Regions from separate parts of the Mus musculus genome. Here regions 1 and 2 are each linked to region 3. The links are chromatin contacts, called in public Hi-C maps. All regions are on one chromosome and are shown on one strand. The core of a region is the stretch at or near the end of the contact, and the rest is flanking DNA. Distances in the headings are between cores, read along the strand shown.

Region 1 (4,925 bases), core at 2,176-4,675, 210 kb after region 3:
AGGTAGTTCTGAGCCATGAACATGGGTACTAGAAAACAAAACTAGGACCTCTGGAAGAGCAGTATCCACATATAACTACTAAGCAATTTCTTCAGCTTCAATACAAACAAATTTCTAATAAAGGACACTTAAGACATTAAAAAGTGAAGTCAGTAATGAATATAGTTAGAGGAAAGAAATTTTAAAGATAATTTTCCTTTGATTTTCTTAACTAAAATTCACCCTAGGTTTCCTTGAAAATAAGTTGGAGTCAATGGAGCAGAGCAAAGAGAGGCTGCTTCTTTTATTAGAACTCCACCAACACTCAGGGCTATCCCTCCCAATCATTTCATATCTATCACATTCAACATGGTTTTGAGTTCCTCCAGAAATTAAGTACATTCAGTGCTATTTCCATGATGAGTACTTGAGATGATTGCTCCGGTACTCAATCTCTCTGGTTGCTGAGTTTCTCATGGGTAGACAGGAAGAGAAGCCTGTAGCAGGAATACCATCTGTACCCCTGTCAGAACCATTGGTGTCACCTGGTCTTAGCTGCCATGTTGATAGCCTCTCAGTAGTCACTCATCTCCACTTTCCATTCTCTTTTGTGACACGCTCCAGCTCCAGTCATTTGTTCAAAGAGAGCCGTGTCTCATTGGGGAGTGGATAAGTTTGTTCACAGAGCATCTTTAGGTGGGTGTGGTGGTACACACCTATAACTATAGCTCTTGGGAGACTGAGGCAGGAACATCCTGAGTTCAAGGCCACTCTGTATTACAAAGAAAGGCCTTTTCTCAGAAAGACCCACAAAATTTAAATTATATTTCTAGTATTTCAGTATATACAATTGCAGTTAACTTCTGTACACTCACCTTGTAACAACAAAACAACACCCCCCAAAAAAGGACCCCTGTGGGTTCTCTTATATTGTCACGGTTTGTTAAAGAAACTGTTGAGTTTCCTGGATCAATGTTATTATTTAGTTATCAAATCATAATTTATATAATGTGAATTGTCAATCATCACCAGTTGCCCTGAAACACGTGTGTAAAGCACAATGTAGAGCATCTTGTTCCCCAGCTTCTCTGTGCCCTGGCAAGGATCACCCCAGGAGGTTCTCCTTAAGCAACTTATACCTTTCTCTGCTCTGTGACTTAATATAAATGGGAAAATGCTGGCTTAATTCTTGTAGGTCAGCTCTGCTCTTATATGATCTGACGATTAGCACTCTCTGTGCTGTTCTATCCCACAGTATTCTTTATGAGAAACATCATTTGAATCAGCGTCGACTGTCAATATTATATTGACCCTTTTTGTTTTCTCTTGGAATTTCTGTTTTCCTGTAAGAGAACTCTTAAAAAAAATCTCTGGATCAAAAAGAATGTTTTCAGAGAAAACTTTAACCACTCATTAGAGATTGCTGGCTTTTGTTTTGTAGATATTGGTATGACAGAAGATGTACAAGCTGGAGGGGCAAGGAGCCCAGAGAGGTTTGCTGAAGTAGAACAACTTGTCTCTTTACTTAATGGGAGGTGTAAGATGAAGGGGGGCATGGCTCTATGGTGGCAGCAACTCTGTGCAGTGACCAGGCTTCGCTTCTTGAAGTTAAAGCATGAAAGGAAATCCATCGTTATTCTGTGAGTACTAAATTATCGTTGCAGATTCCAATTGTTGCATTAAAGCACACATAAGTAAAACGATAAAAATAAATCCCAGAGCAGGTCCCTACTTGCTATTTCTGTTAATAGTCTTGGTATTCACACATTATTATAGTAACACATAGAATGAAAAAAAAAAATCTCTCAGAGATAGTATGAGGCCTGGGGTCTTTCTTCATTACCATCTCTCCTTTAAAGTCTCCACAGTAGAAACAATGAACACCTTAGAACTTAGCCTTGTGTGTGTGTGTGTGTGTGTGTGTGTGTATCTCCTGATTCAGATTTCACAGAATTCTCTGGGACTGTAATGGGTTTGTAAAGTTGATACATCTTCAAATTCTCTCTCTTTTCTGTGGTTCTTATGTGCAATTGGTCCCTTATCAATTCCTGCCAGATGTCAGGCATTTTTAGGAGTTGGACATAAAAGATACCAATTGTCTCTCAAGGAATTTATCTCTTGACATTATCGCCCTGAGATCATCTCATGGTCAATCAATAAGTTGTAAATCAGTTCACATAGAGGAGCCAGGACTTATACTAGAATCCCAGTCAATACTTGCTGAATACATGCTTCAAATGGAGGACATTATCAAGATTAAGACTAGAAGAAAACTATTTGTAGTTAATTCAGAAATGCTTTGTAATACAAACTGGGAGGTGCAAGAACAGAGGGATGCCAGCCACAGAGCCCAGCAGGCAAGAAGTCTTGGAGTTCCTCATGTGCTGGGGCCCTTTCCCAGCCTGTTGACAGGATGGCCCCTAAGAGGAGATGAGGAGTCAGGTGTGACTCAGATAAGGGATGAGTGAGTCAGGTGTGGTGGTCAGAGGAATCTTGCAGCTCGGACTGACTAGCAATCAGGTCACCTTTTTACTTATACCGTTCATAGAACAAAGACAGACTAATGCTTATCCAAGAAGTCCACAGTATATCCTTTTATCTATGGACATGTGTTTGATTTTCCATTACAAATCTGGGGTTACAAGTTCAGTCACAATTAGAAAGCACAAATAGAACAGATTTTATTTTTATTATTAGCCCTATCACTCCAATTCAAAGATTCTGAAGAATGTTTCTGTCAAAGCAAACACATTTATTATATAACAACAGCCTGATTTTAGGCTGGCAGTATTTACAGTTTTAAAGCACCTCAAACAAGCAGAAAATACCTAAACTGGTCTTTTTTATGAATAGCAAATACTAATACCTATCTCCCTTTACAATATTATTTCATCATCTATGTTATAAGACAGAAAATGTTTATTTTGGTCAATCTTCCTAATTTAGTGGGGTCTAGTCTTTCAGGGGTGTTCCTTGTATGATTCCCTATCTCTAAACTAAAATTTCAGAGAGATCTAAGCATATTATAAAAGGGAGCCTAGACTCTGTTGCTAATTATCCTAGTCAGTAAGGGTTTACCTTTTACCAATTATACTGTTTGAGCTTGCTTAAGGGCAGATACCCGAAGAGGATTCCTGGGCTTGTGGTCTCCTTTACAACTTCCTAGCTTTTGTTTATCCTAGCTTATTGCAATCTCTAGGGCACAAGGAAGTTTTCCAAATAGAGGCCAGATAAAGCAGAGGTGAGTTTAGGACTTTCCTTAAAAAAGACTCAGAAATCATTTTCTCAGGAAAAGACATACAATGAGTCATAATGCAGAGTTTCCACAAATGTAACACACAGAGACAAGAACCCAGAAGTGAGAGACAGAAGGACAGCCATCACAGCATTCAGCCCAGCTTTGCTGGAACTGTGTCAAACAGCTGTGCTGACTTCACAACGTTTGCGTTTCCCAGTGGCTGTGGCCGTGCCACCCATGCTTGGAAGGAAATAAGGATGAGGTTTCCGCATTAGTGCTGAAGTGCTGGGATCCAAGTTTTAAACTTTTCAAATGGGAATCAAAGGAAAGGAAAACACAAAAATAAGTAATGGCTTATGTCAGTGAGGCTTAAGAAACTGTTACTATGTCCAATTTTCTGATGAACCGCCAGACTGACTTCCAGAGTGGTTGTACAAGCTTGCAATCCCACCAGCAATGGAGGCGTGTTCCTCTTTCTCCACATCCTCACCAGCATCTGCTGTCACCTGAATTTTTGATCTTAGCCATTCTGACTGGTGTGAGATGGAATCTCAGGGCTGTTTTGATTTGCATTTCCCTGATGATTAAGGATGTTGAACATTTTTTCAAGTGCTTCTCAGCCATTCAGTATTCCTCAGGTGAGAATTCTTTGTTTAGCTCTGTACTCCATTTTTTAATGGGCTTATTTGGATTTCTGGAGTTCAGCTTCTTGAGCTCTTTGTATATATTGGATATTAGTCCCCTATCAGATTTAGGATTGGTAAAAAAAATCCTTTCCCAATCTGTTGGTGGCCTTTTTGTCTTATTGACAGTGTCTTTTGCCTTACAGAAGCTTTGCAATTTTATGAGGTCCCATTTGTCAGTTCTTGATCTTACAGCACAAGCCATGGAAGGGGGAGGGTATAGGGAATTTTTGGGATAGTATTTGAAATGTAAATAAAGAAAATACCTAATTAAAAAAAAAAAGAAAAAGAAACTGTTACCATGAGCAAAACTAGAGACAATGGTTAGGAGAGCAGAGAGCAAAGAGCAAAGAGCAACTCGTGAGTCTGGGGAGTGGTGCACTGTGCAGCAGAGAGGGAACAGTAGGATAAACACAGAGAAAACAAGGCTAGAGCTCAACTTGCCATGTAAGGACATTGCACAAGCTGTCCCATGATCAGAGGGCATCAAGCGAAGTGTGCTGATGGGGAATCCTTGGTTTTTGCTCCCACTTTAAAGACAAGGAATAATTTAAGAACCAAGACAAAGGACCACACATATGAATGTCTGTCTCTAATAATGCCTTGCTTGTAGTATATCCATGCCTTTGAAAGAATGCTCTGAAGACTGGACAATGGCTAGAGCTCTACGCTGTCAATTATTTTTTCTGTTTAGGATTCTGGTTTTGGGGATTGGACTTCTGCATATTTTGTCAGCAAATATTTACAGGATGGTCCGTCAAAGTGACTACTGTTGGGAGCTTGCCCCTCATATGTACTTCCTCACACCAGGCCAGCAACCACAGCCGCCCCTCACGAACTTACTGATCGTCAACAAAACAGGTAAACATGTTGCTAAACATGTGGTTTATGAATATTGTCACTGCTCAGAACATTGCTTAGGAAAGACACACATGACAGAAAGACGAATGTGCTTACATCCAGTTTAGGAAGCTCTATCTTAATTGAAACAACGAAGCCAAAAATATATGATAAAGGAGATATGT
Region 2 (4,574 bases), core at 1,123-3,622, 140 kb after region 3:
AATTTTTTAAAATAAAGAACCTTTTTAGAACTACAATATTCTTATCTCATATAAAAGTAGCTCCCCAAGGATATCAAATACCATGTTTCTTTGACTCTCTCATTTAAAATATGTTGCCCATGTGCGCCTATATCCTTTAATGGTATCTAGATCATGGAAAGAGTCCTATTTCAGGTCTTCCCTTTTACCTTGCTGTGTTGAATTTCTTTTGCCTTAGAAAATGATACTATGAGAATACTCCATTGTTTTTTAAAATCACCTTGTTATTAAGAATGTGCCTGCTCTTGGCCTTCCCATTGGCTGCTGTGTCCAATAAAAAAACATGATGGTTTTAACTGCAGGGTTGACCTGTGGTGTAAGAGACACAGGTAGGAAATGGCGACTGTGGTTTGCTCTTTCATTTCCTTCACAAAAGTCTGTCCCCTTGGATCAAAAAAGGAGAGTGGCCAGCCCTAAACACCTCCTTCTCTTCCCCTTCTGAGATGGCACCTGTTTTTAAAAAAGGTGTCTTGTTGGACACAAACATTTAATCCCAGCACCCAGGAGATAGATTCACGAGGCTTACCGTTTGCTATTAGCCCAGAATACTTTGTGAGATTTTGTCTCAAAAAAATAATGAAATAAATAAATGTCTTAACTACAAACTAATTACTAGCTACTAGCTCAGGTGACCTTGAATTTACATGTAGATACATTTAGAATCAGGTTAGAAATTATATTAGTTTAGTAAAGAGGTGTTTGTAAGTTCTCCTTCAAGAACCATGACTTCACTAGCCCTAGACAGCCACTGATTGCCAACAAGATATGACTGGCACTATAACACCCTATGAAATAGAGTGCCATGCTGGTCATTGTTTGTACATAGGCATCGTGACTGGGTAGGAAGGACTCTTGGTCTCCCCTATCCCCTCCTCTGGAAGCTCAAATGTCACCTTCTTCTACCATGAAATCTGGTCCTCAGGAAGGAATTACTTTCTAACATCCATGCACTTATGACTTTATAAAAGCCTAGTCCTCCAAAACATTTAAATCTAATACTTTTGCATTATCCAGAAGCAGAAGAATAACTCTTTATAAATATCGAACTGAACTACTTTGGCATAAGTTTATGAAAATAGAAAAAAATAACTTCTCCATGGGTGTTCCAAGAATGTGTATTATATAATAAATTATGTGTTTTGTTTTTGTTTTGTGTGTGTGTAGAAAGGGAGATAGCTAAATATAGACATAGAGATAAATGCTATTGATGTGTGAAATGCTTTAATCTTAGAGTAAGAGACGGGAGCTCTGTTCTACAGATAGAACCTTGGGACGGGCCCATTTATTTGGCTGATACACTGAGGACAGTACAATCAAGTCAGAGACCTGCTTTCTCTCCGCTTACCATGTCTGTATGATTGTAGGAACACATGCTTTATGAGTACGGATTCATGAGCAACGCATTTTTCTGGATACCAGTGGCTGCCAGCCTCACCCCTTACATTGCGATGGGCAGCATCAGTGACCACAAAGTAAGACATTATTAAAGTCTTCAGATCTCCTTCACACCCAGGAAAACTTCCTTTGGATCTTGTGAGCATAGGTAGCGAATCTAATGTGTGTGTTCGTTGCAATATATAATGGAGCATTTCAATAATAGGCTGTCAAAATAGGAATAAAACGCATTTTCCTTAAACAGGATAGCGCCACCAACCAGTAGCAAGTGACAGCTTTTAATTATTCTTGGAGACCACCCTATTCTTCCTACAACACACTCCTTGGTACTCATATCTCATCACAAAGACAGTTTCAACCCAGACCTTTTCCCCGTTTAATAAGGCCCATTAAAAACTGCCATGCAAAATATTTGAATGGGGCTTATGGTCATAAGACTTTCCTCATTTGTTAACTGTTTCTTCTCCACCAGGAATGAATACCACTAAAGTAGCAATGTTTTTTCCTTTAAATTCTGCACATTCTGTTGCTTCCCATCCCAGTGAATAATGGACCGGCCTCTGTTCCCATGCCCTATCAGACACATTTTAAGTGTAAGAGTGTTTGTCTGCATGCATTTATCTATCACATGCATATAGTGCACGTGCCTATGAAGGTTAGGAGAGGATGTCCAGTTCCCTGGAACTAGAGTTACCATCCCTGTTCAAAGTCTCCCTGCACAAGCCTGACAGCTGCCAATCAAGGCATCATGCGCAACAGCTCAGCATTTGTAAATAAAAAATTAAATATAAAAGTGTTTAATAAGGACCTATCGCTAACATCCGTACTCTTGACAGTATCCAGCAGTAGATTAAAAAAAAACCCCTTAGGGAGAGCTGAGTCAACTTATCTGTCTTGTTTTGCAATATTAGCCGTCCCTCTGGTGTAGGGTTGTGGCAAGTGGTGATGTCATTTTCCAAACAAGAGTAATAGTTATTAAAGGGATACAGTAAGAATAGCTGCTGTGACTATGCGTGTGGTTGCCTGGGTCTCAGCTTTCTAGGATTTTATGATGATCTTTATGTTTTGTTTTTGTTTGTTTGTTTTTGTTTATTATTATTATCAGAAAAAAGTTCTTTCCCAGCTGTGGACTTCAGGCCTTTACCCGTCTGCTTACTGGTGTGGACAGGCTCTGGTGGACATTCCCATATACTTCCTCATTCTCTTTCTCATGCAAATAATGGACAGTGTTTTTAGTTCTGAGGAGTTTATATCTGTGATGGAGAGCCTGTTGATTCAGGTAAGTGGCAAAGATTTAGAAATTCTTACTTTGGGGATGAAGTTTTATTAGACCATCTTTTCCGCGAATGGAATAATATTAGTTCACAGAGTCCCCTTGGCAGGTTTAATCTAGGTTCCATTGATAAAAGAATTTAAAAAAAATCTCAGAAAGGAACTTGAGAATGATTTGTTGGGGTTCAAAAAAGGAAGAAAGCCCCACACAAGCTGGAAATATTAGCAGCTGCCAGGAGAAGGGGGCTGAAACATGGGGGGGAGGGGGGAGGGAGAGGGAGGGAGAGAGAGAGAGAGAGAGAGAGAGAGAGAGAGAGAGAAAGAGAGAGAGAGGCTAACAGAATACCCATAAAAGGTAGACCTTGAGGCAAAATGAGCGCTGTGCAGAGAAGGAATGAGGTAGGCAGAGTCCTTGCTCTTTTGGTTCTCACTGATAGAATGCAAAAACTGTCCTTTTTCCAGGGTGGCAGGGGTTTGGGCACAAAATCAGCTTGAAAGGTGCTCTCTACACTTGTAGATGACCAGAGCGGGAACTACGGCACATTAATATGATGTGACGCAGCCTTGCAGTCACCCCACAGTTTTTCTTGGGGCCTGGCCTCAGGCTGTGGAAGATAACGAGCTGCATTAACTGTAGGCTTCCTTTAAAGTTGTGTTAGCTTTGGACCAAGAGTGACTGACTGAGACTATCTTATACTGCCAGCATACCCTTTAATGTTGACGCTGTTGGGCCATTTGGAAGTCCCTGTTATGACCCTTGCCTTTAGTTCTAAGCATTCTGAGGACTGTAACTGACTACTGAAAGGCCAGCAATGTTTTATTGATTTTTAAATCTTATTTTTAAATTAGTTGAGCGTTTCAGACCTGTCTTGATTGTATTTACACCCTGTTCCCCAACTCTTTCCCAATTCACCCACCCAGACTTTATTAATCCCAAATATATGAGAAAAAAAACACTTCCATGATGGAGCAATTAAAGCAAGTTTTATTTTCCACGTTTGTTATTATTAATTGATTATTTTATTTATTTACATCCCAAATGTTGCCCCCCTCCCCGTACCCCTCTTGCAGAGTTCTTCTCCCACCCCCTGTCCCCTTCACCTCTGAGAGGGTGTCCCCCCTCCTTGGGGCATCAAGTCTACAGGATCAGGCAAATCCTTTCGCACTGAGGGCAGACAAGGCAGGGCTTTGCTTCATATGTGCTGAGGGTCAGGGACCAGCCCATGTATGCCCTTTGGTTGGTGGCTTAGTCTCTGGGAGCTCCCAGGGGGTCCAGGTTAGTTGACACTGTTGGTCTTCCTGTGGGGTTGCCATCCCCTTCAGTTCCTCCAATCCTTCCCCTACTCTTCTGTAGGGGTCCCTACCGAAATCCCAATGGTTGGCTGCAAGTATCAGTATCTGTCTCATTCGGGTGCTGGTAGAGCCTCTCCGAGGATCGTCTGCAAGAACAACATAGCATCAGTAATAGTGTCAGGGTTTGGTGTTCAAAGTCATGTTTTACAGGGCACATCAGGTTTAAAAAAGAGAAACTTATTCCTAACTGAAAATGGAAACCTGCTCTTTTAGGTTATGGGACTTAAATATCTGGATCCTGCTTTGAAGAGAAGCCTGCTGCATTGAATTGGTTTCACATCTCACTTTCTTTAAAAAAAAAACAATCTTTCAAAATCAACCTGAATATTTTGACAAGTGTGGTCCTCCATGGAAGATTATGCAGCTTACCAGGGGCTACACTCTTAGAGGACACTGTCTCTCAGCAGCTAATAATTGCCAGTAGCTCCATATGACTTGGGCTGAGATTGTATGCCTAACTCCTCTCTCCATTTGGCCTGGCTCCTGCCTGCACAGATCTTATACATGCTACTCCC
Region 3 (4,764 bases), core at 900-3,399:
ATGTATTTAAGATGAAATCTTTATTTTTGCTGATAAATTATAAATTGCACATTGTATTTTCTCAGCAAGTCATTGCTAAATGGTGCCGTAAACTTGAAGAGCTATCTTTTAGAATTTAAGTACCTTGGGCCTTTTTTTGGGGGGGATGTGATTTTTGTAACTCTGTAACCTAGAACACATACCCTTAAAAACAAACAAACAAGCTGCATTTATAGTTTACTAGGACAGTTACCGAAAAGGGTAGGTTTCATTTGTGTCTTAAAAGCGTTTGGCCCTCCTAAGACAGAACTGTCTCATAGAGATGGTGAACACAGGCCATATCGCCTTCTTTCTCATATAGACTTGGTCACTGTCTATTAGCATTGCTCAGTGTGTGCTCAGTGTAAAATATAATTTTCCTAGGGAATGAAAGTCGAGACTGCACTGTCTAGTCTTCTATATTGTGTGTTCATTCATATTACAGTGGATAGTTTGGTTTTATACATGGATTTATTTTAAATTATCTTAAATTATTGCTTTCAGAACTTTGTTTCTTTTCAATACAGGTAAAGAAACAAGTGTATTTGTTAGCAACAAATGAAAACAAACTGCAGCGTCACCTTCCTGCCTTATATTTTCCATCTGTGGCCAAACAGTAAGAGTAGAACAAAGGCAGACTCTGCCGAGTTGAAGGCATTGCTGTCTGCAGCAGAGGGGCCGGTCAGGAGGAAGCAGTGGAAAGCGTTCTGGGAGGTTTGCCTTCTGTGGGCTCTTCCCTGCTTTCCATGCTGTTCTTAGGAAAAAGCAGGGTTCTTTTTTTTCCCCCAAAACTTTAATTTGTCAGAGATTATTTGTAGCCAGTTTTGGTTTTCTCTGTTAAAACATGTTTCGATACTTTAAGCACACCTTCCAGTGACTGCGTTTCAGAGTGGGCTCTTTGGGTAGAAGGATGAACTGTTCGGCTCTGTAAGATCTTACATTTTATTAAGACAAGGATAGATACTTATAACCAGTTATGATATGACAATGCTTTGCTACTAGTCTTAAGAATATCTTCTAGGAAAATGAATAGCACAGTTAATTTTACTAGGGTGAGTGTTGGTTTCCCGGTTCTTTGTTGGTCACTCAGCGTCTCATTCCGATCGTGCGTTTCACATTTGTTACAATGCCATCTTACATTTTCAGGTAGCATTCAAAACGCAGGACTTTTTTTTTTTTAAATAGCAAATGCTTTTAAATGCTTTTTCTTAATGTATTTTTAATATTGTTAACATTGAGTTCTCATCTTTCCCCTTGAAATAGCATATTACATAAAGTGAGAGAATTTATTCTCAGGTGAATTATTTTTGTATCAGCTATTCTTATAAGGTAAAAATTTACTTGTTTTCTATTCATAATGTGTTATATGTACAATTCTCAATGCTGCCCTTTAAGAAAAATGAATGTGCTTATATTATTAATAATAAACTTTAAGAGCTAAAAATCTATGACAGACTTCAGTTTGTATACCAAAATTCATTTAGTGTTCATAATTAGATGTGTGACTTAAATTCAAACTTGAAGCAGTCCTCTGTGCCTAAGATGGTAATATCCCTTAAGGACCCACATAAATGAAGGGATAAGAAAACATTGGGAGGAACTGCAGTTTAATCATACTCAAATTCAACAATAGATAACCAAGAAAAAAAGTAAGAGACTCTTGTTGCTTAGCGAGCCACTGGACATATTCTTCTCATTCTGTCTAGTTGAAAGTCAAAAGAACTTACAACAGCCATTTACCATTTACATGCAGAGCCCTGTGCTGGGGAGGGTGACTATTACCAGAAATGGGGTAATTCCAAAATTATTTATTTAAAAGTGTTTTATTTTTAGTATTACAATTAAAGTTTGCATTTAAAAAATATCTTATTTCTGTCATATGGAAAAAGCCCCAGTTTTTTTCTAACAATATTTTTATTAGTTGTTTTGGCATTTCACATCACGTACCTGATAACACTCACTTTCCTGTCCTCTCAGATCTACCCCACCCTTGTGACCTTCTCCCCAAAAAAGAAGAAGAAAAATTAAAACAAATCCAATTTCTTTTGCAAGAGCAACGTTGGAATAGACAAGGTGGAAAGGTGGATAAACCCTTTGACCGCTAGGTGGCAGCAGAGGGCTACGTGGGAGGGCACCTTCCTAATCCAGGAAGGAAGTTGGGTAAAGAAAGCCTTCTGAGCAGAGGCAGAGCCAGCCAGGCAATCTTGGTGACCAGAGGCTCAATTCTACTGAGTGTGTTGGCTTCATAAGTGCTAGTCTGTTTGGGGAGTAGTGACAGGACTCAAGAGAAGACATGAAGGACAAGAAATGTGAAGCAAGCCAGCAGACAGCCTCAGCCGTTTGTCAAACTGAAAGCAAAGGATTACAAATACAGTCGTCATAGGTTTTGTAGGCTCAACACAGGGAGTAAATCACTGGTTTTCAGTCCCTCTTTTGATGCCTTTAAGAAGTCACAAAACCGGGCTGGAGAGATGGCGGGCCATTAAAGGCTAGGCTCACAACAAAAACATACGAAGTCACAAAACCAAATTTTCAGGTATTCTACAAAATAGTCTTGAAGGATATTTTATTTATTTGTCTGTTTACTTATTTTATGTGAATGAGTGTTTTGCCTGTATGTATGTGTGTGCACCACGTGCACGCAATGCCAGCAGAGGCCAGAAGATGTTAGTTAGCATCCCCAGAATGAAGTTACAGCCAGCAGTGAGCTTCCGTTTGAGAGCTGGGAACCGAGCTTGAGTCCTCTAGAGGGGCAGATGCACTCTTAACCTCTGAGCCAGCTCTCCAGCGCGTGATCAGGGAATCTCAGCACTTCTCATTCAAGCGCAAATATATTGATAACTTACAAAACTGGGAGGTAGATTGGCAGAGATGGGCAACAACAACAACAACAACAACAAACCCTTAAAAAGGGATTTTGGGGGCATCACCTTTGTTAGAGAGGTCACTGCAGTCTCCAGTTTGTTTTTTTTTATTTCTCAACTGCTACTTTCTATAGTAAAGCCAGTATTATTTATGCATTTGAAATAGATTTATTATTTCTCTTACAGAGTCATTTTAAAGATTTAGCTGGTAATTCTTACAGTGAGAGACTCAAGATCACAGTGATAGAAAACAATGCCATTTTCTTGGACTGTCTGAAATCTAACTTCTAACCATTTGAAGATATTTGACTTCATTCAAGTTCCATGCTGGGGACAGGAGCCTGGAGGGTGGCAGTCAGAAGCGTCCTTGGTGTGATCCTGAGAAAGAAGGTTGTGTAGCAAAATGTCTTTACTTGAAGATACAGAGAAAGAATGTAGGGAATCATGACATGTTGTGGCTAGTGATAAACAGGTTATGTAGGGGAAAGAGGAAACATCTCTTAGCCTCAGCTACAGGGGCGATGTGGGGGCTGCGGCGACAAAGCCATAACACACGGAAGATAAGCTTGGCATCTCTGCTGAAAGACTGGCGGTAATTCATAAATCCAGTGAGATGATACAGTATTTCAGTGACTCCTGCATGGCAGGCCAGTGTTGGAAAAGAAATCCATTATGCTGCTGCTTATATCTAATGGTATAGCAAGGTACCATCTTGAGAAGAGGGCCTACTGTTTGAGACTGAGATACTTTGGAGAGAGAATGGAACAGCTGCAATTGAAGGAGTCTGGTGCCTCGGTGTCTAGGTAGGCAGGAGGCACGAGGCATAGCCACGGAGCAGGGAATAGTCAGACATCAACAAGCTGAGTGTAATTGTAGGGCTAAACTACAGAAGGCATGGTAGCCTGCCCAATCTGGAACAAGGACAAAGCTGTTGCGTATAATTACTAAAAAACAATCCACGCTATTGGCGCATAGCCCAAGGCCGCATAATTCCCCTTGCCAAGGCCTCTCCCACCAACGCTGGCTCTGCCTCTCTAGAGCTCCGAGATAGCTCTCTTGGTTCCCATGGGTAGCTGTGCCAAACCCACTCAGCACTTCCAAATTTCCATGGCTGGCCAGGGGGGCACTGTCGCCGATCCATGCTCCTCCGCTACCTTTTCTCTATAACCTAGTCCTTGCCTAATTTTCCCATCCCAAAGTCTGACTGAATTCCGCCTCGGCTAAGTTCTTTCCCTCTGGCCCACCTGAGTTGCTGCAGAATGAAAAACACCAGACAAGCTTAGTTTAGAATCAACAGATAAAACAACTGCTGGGCGTGGAATCTGTCATCCTAAATTCATCATCTATTCTAAGTTAGAAATCTTCTGGTAGCAGATCCTGATGGCACCAAACACTTCCTGGTATACATCTTGTCTGCTCCCACTTCTCCGTCCAAAAATTAAGTGCCCTTCTCCTGCCCTCTTCCTCTCTCAGAAGGGAAGGTCCACCTCCTCTTCGCCCAGTGATTGGCTTCTTGTCATCTTTATTACCCAGTCCGTCAATTAAGGAAAAAATTCTGCTACACAAAGCCCTATGGGAGTAACTGGAAAACCAGCAAGCGGAGTTTAATCACGGAGCTAGACCTGTGCAAGACAGAGAGAGGTCAGAGCCCTGTCATCTGGAGATGACATACCTGGAGAACAGCACCGATCCTGGGGAGCAGATGGCCTCTGGGGCTGTCTTCCTGGTGTGCGGTTCGGTTCGCTGCCAGGTAGGACTGAGAACACCCTGCTCTGGCCCAACAGATCCCTGTTGTCCTTTTAGACTCGCTCCCTGCCACTTTGCTTTACTCGATGCCTCGAATGCATTGAGACCAGCAAGCCGAGTGCCGGGTTCCTTTGGC

Evidence for each region. Hi-C and Micro-C count contacts between places; a contact is called where the count stands out from the background.
Region 1: a Hi-C map of muscle stem cells shows a contact between it and region 3, with 2.4 times the contacts expected there. The contact joins two enhancer-like sites. A contact is called at or near these places in 8 of 39 promoter capture datasets (the 3T3-L1 cell line, cranial neural crest, frontonasal cranial neural crest and 5 more), 5 of 484 Hi-C or Micro-C datasets (bone marrow-derived macrophages, liver, muscle stem cells and 2 more) and 2 of 9 other capture datasets (adipose tissue and embryonic stem cells).
Region 2: a Hi-C map of bone marrow-derived macrophages shows a contact between it and region 3, with 4 times the contacts expected there. The contact joins two enhancer-like sites. A contact is called at or near these places in 3 of 39 promoter capture datasets (the 3T3-L1 cell line and macrophages), 23 of 484 Hi-C or Micro-C datasets (the AML12 cell line, the BV-2 cell line, the C2C12 cell line and 14 more), 3 of 115 datasets of contacts at active chromatin or transcription factors (bone marrow-derived dendritic cells, forebrain and microglia) and 1 of 9 other capture datasets (embryonic stem cells).

What each region holds. Positions count from the first base shown.
Region 1 is chr11:110,059,716-110,064,640 of GRCm38.p6, reverse strand. Abca8a (ATP-binding cassette, sub-family A (ABC1), member 8a) reads left to right here. Exons shown (of 39, transcript NM_153145.4): 19 at 1,421-1,619; 20 at 4,595-4,761. Among named protein-coding and RNA genes, the nearest start is that of Abca8a, 34 kb to the left of the region's middle. Within about 2 kb of position 3,425, at least 10 of the 459 cell types and tissues checked have an H3K27ac peak or open chromatin away from gene starts, as enhancers often do. A contact at or near this core is called in liver and muscle stem cells, where this site is marked.
Region 2 is chr11:110,128,704-110,133,277 of GRCm38.p6, reverse strand. It overlaps Abca9 (ATP-binding cassette, sub-family A (ABC1), member 9), which reads left to right. Exons shown (of 39, transcript NM_147220.2): 23 at 1,404-1,511; 24 at 2,540-2,713. Among named protein-coding and RNA genes, the nearest start is that of Abca8a, 35 kb to the right of the region's middle. Within about 2 kb of position 2,372, at least 15 of the 459 cell types and tissues checked have an H3K27ac peak or open chromatin away from gene starts, as enhancers often do. A contact at or near this core is called in bone marrow-derived macrophages, where this site is marked.
Region 3 is chr11:110,266,071-110,270,834 of GRCm38.p6, reverse strand. It overlaps Abca5 (ATP-binding cassette, sub-family A (ABC1), member 5), which reads left to right. Exons shown (of 39, transcript NM_147219.2): 39 at 1-1,466. Among named protein-coding and RNA genes, the nearest start is that of Abca6, 17 kb to the right of the region's middle. Within about 2 kb of position 2,149, at least 92 of the 459 cell types and tissues checked have an H3K27ac peak or open chromatin away from gene starts, as enhancers often do. A contact at or near this core is called in bone marrow-derived macrophages, liver and muscle stem cells, where this site is marked.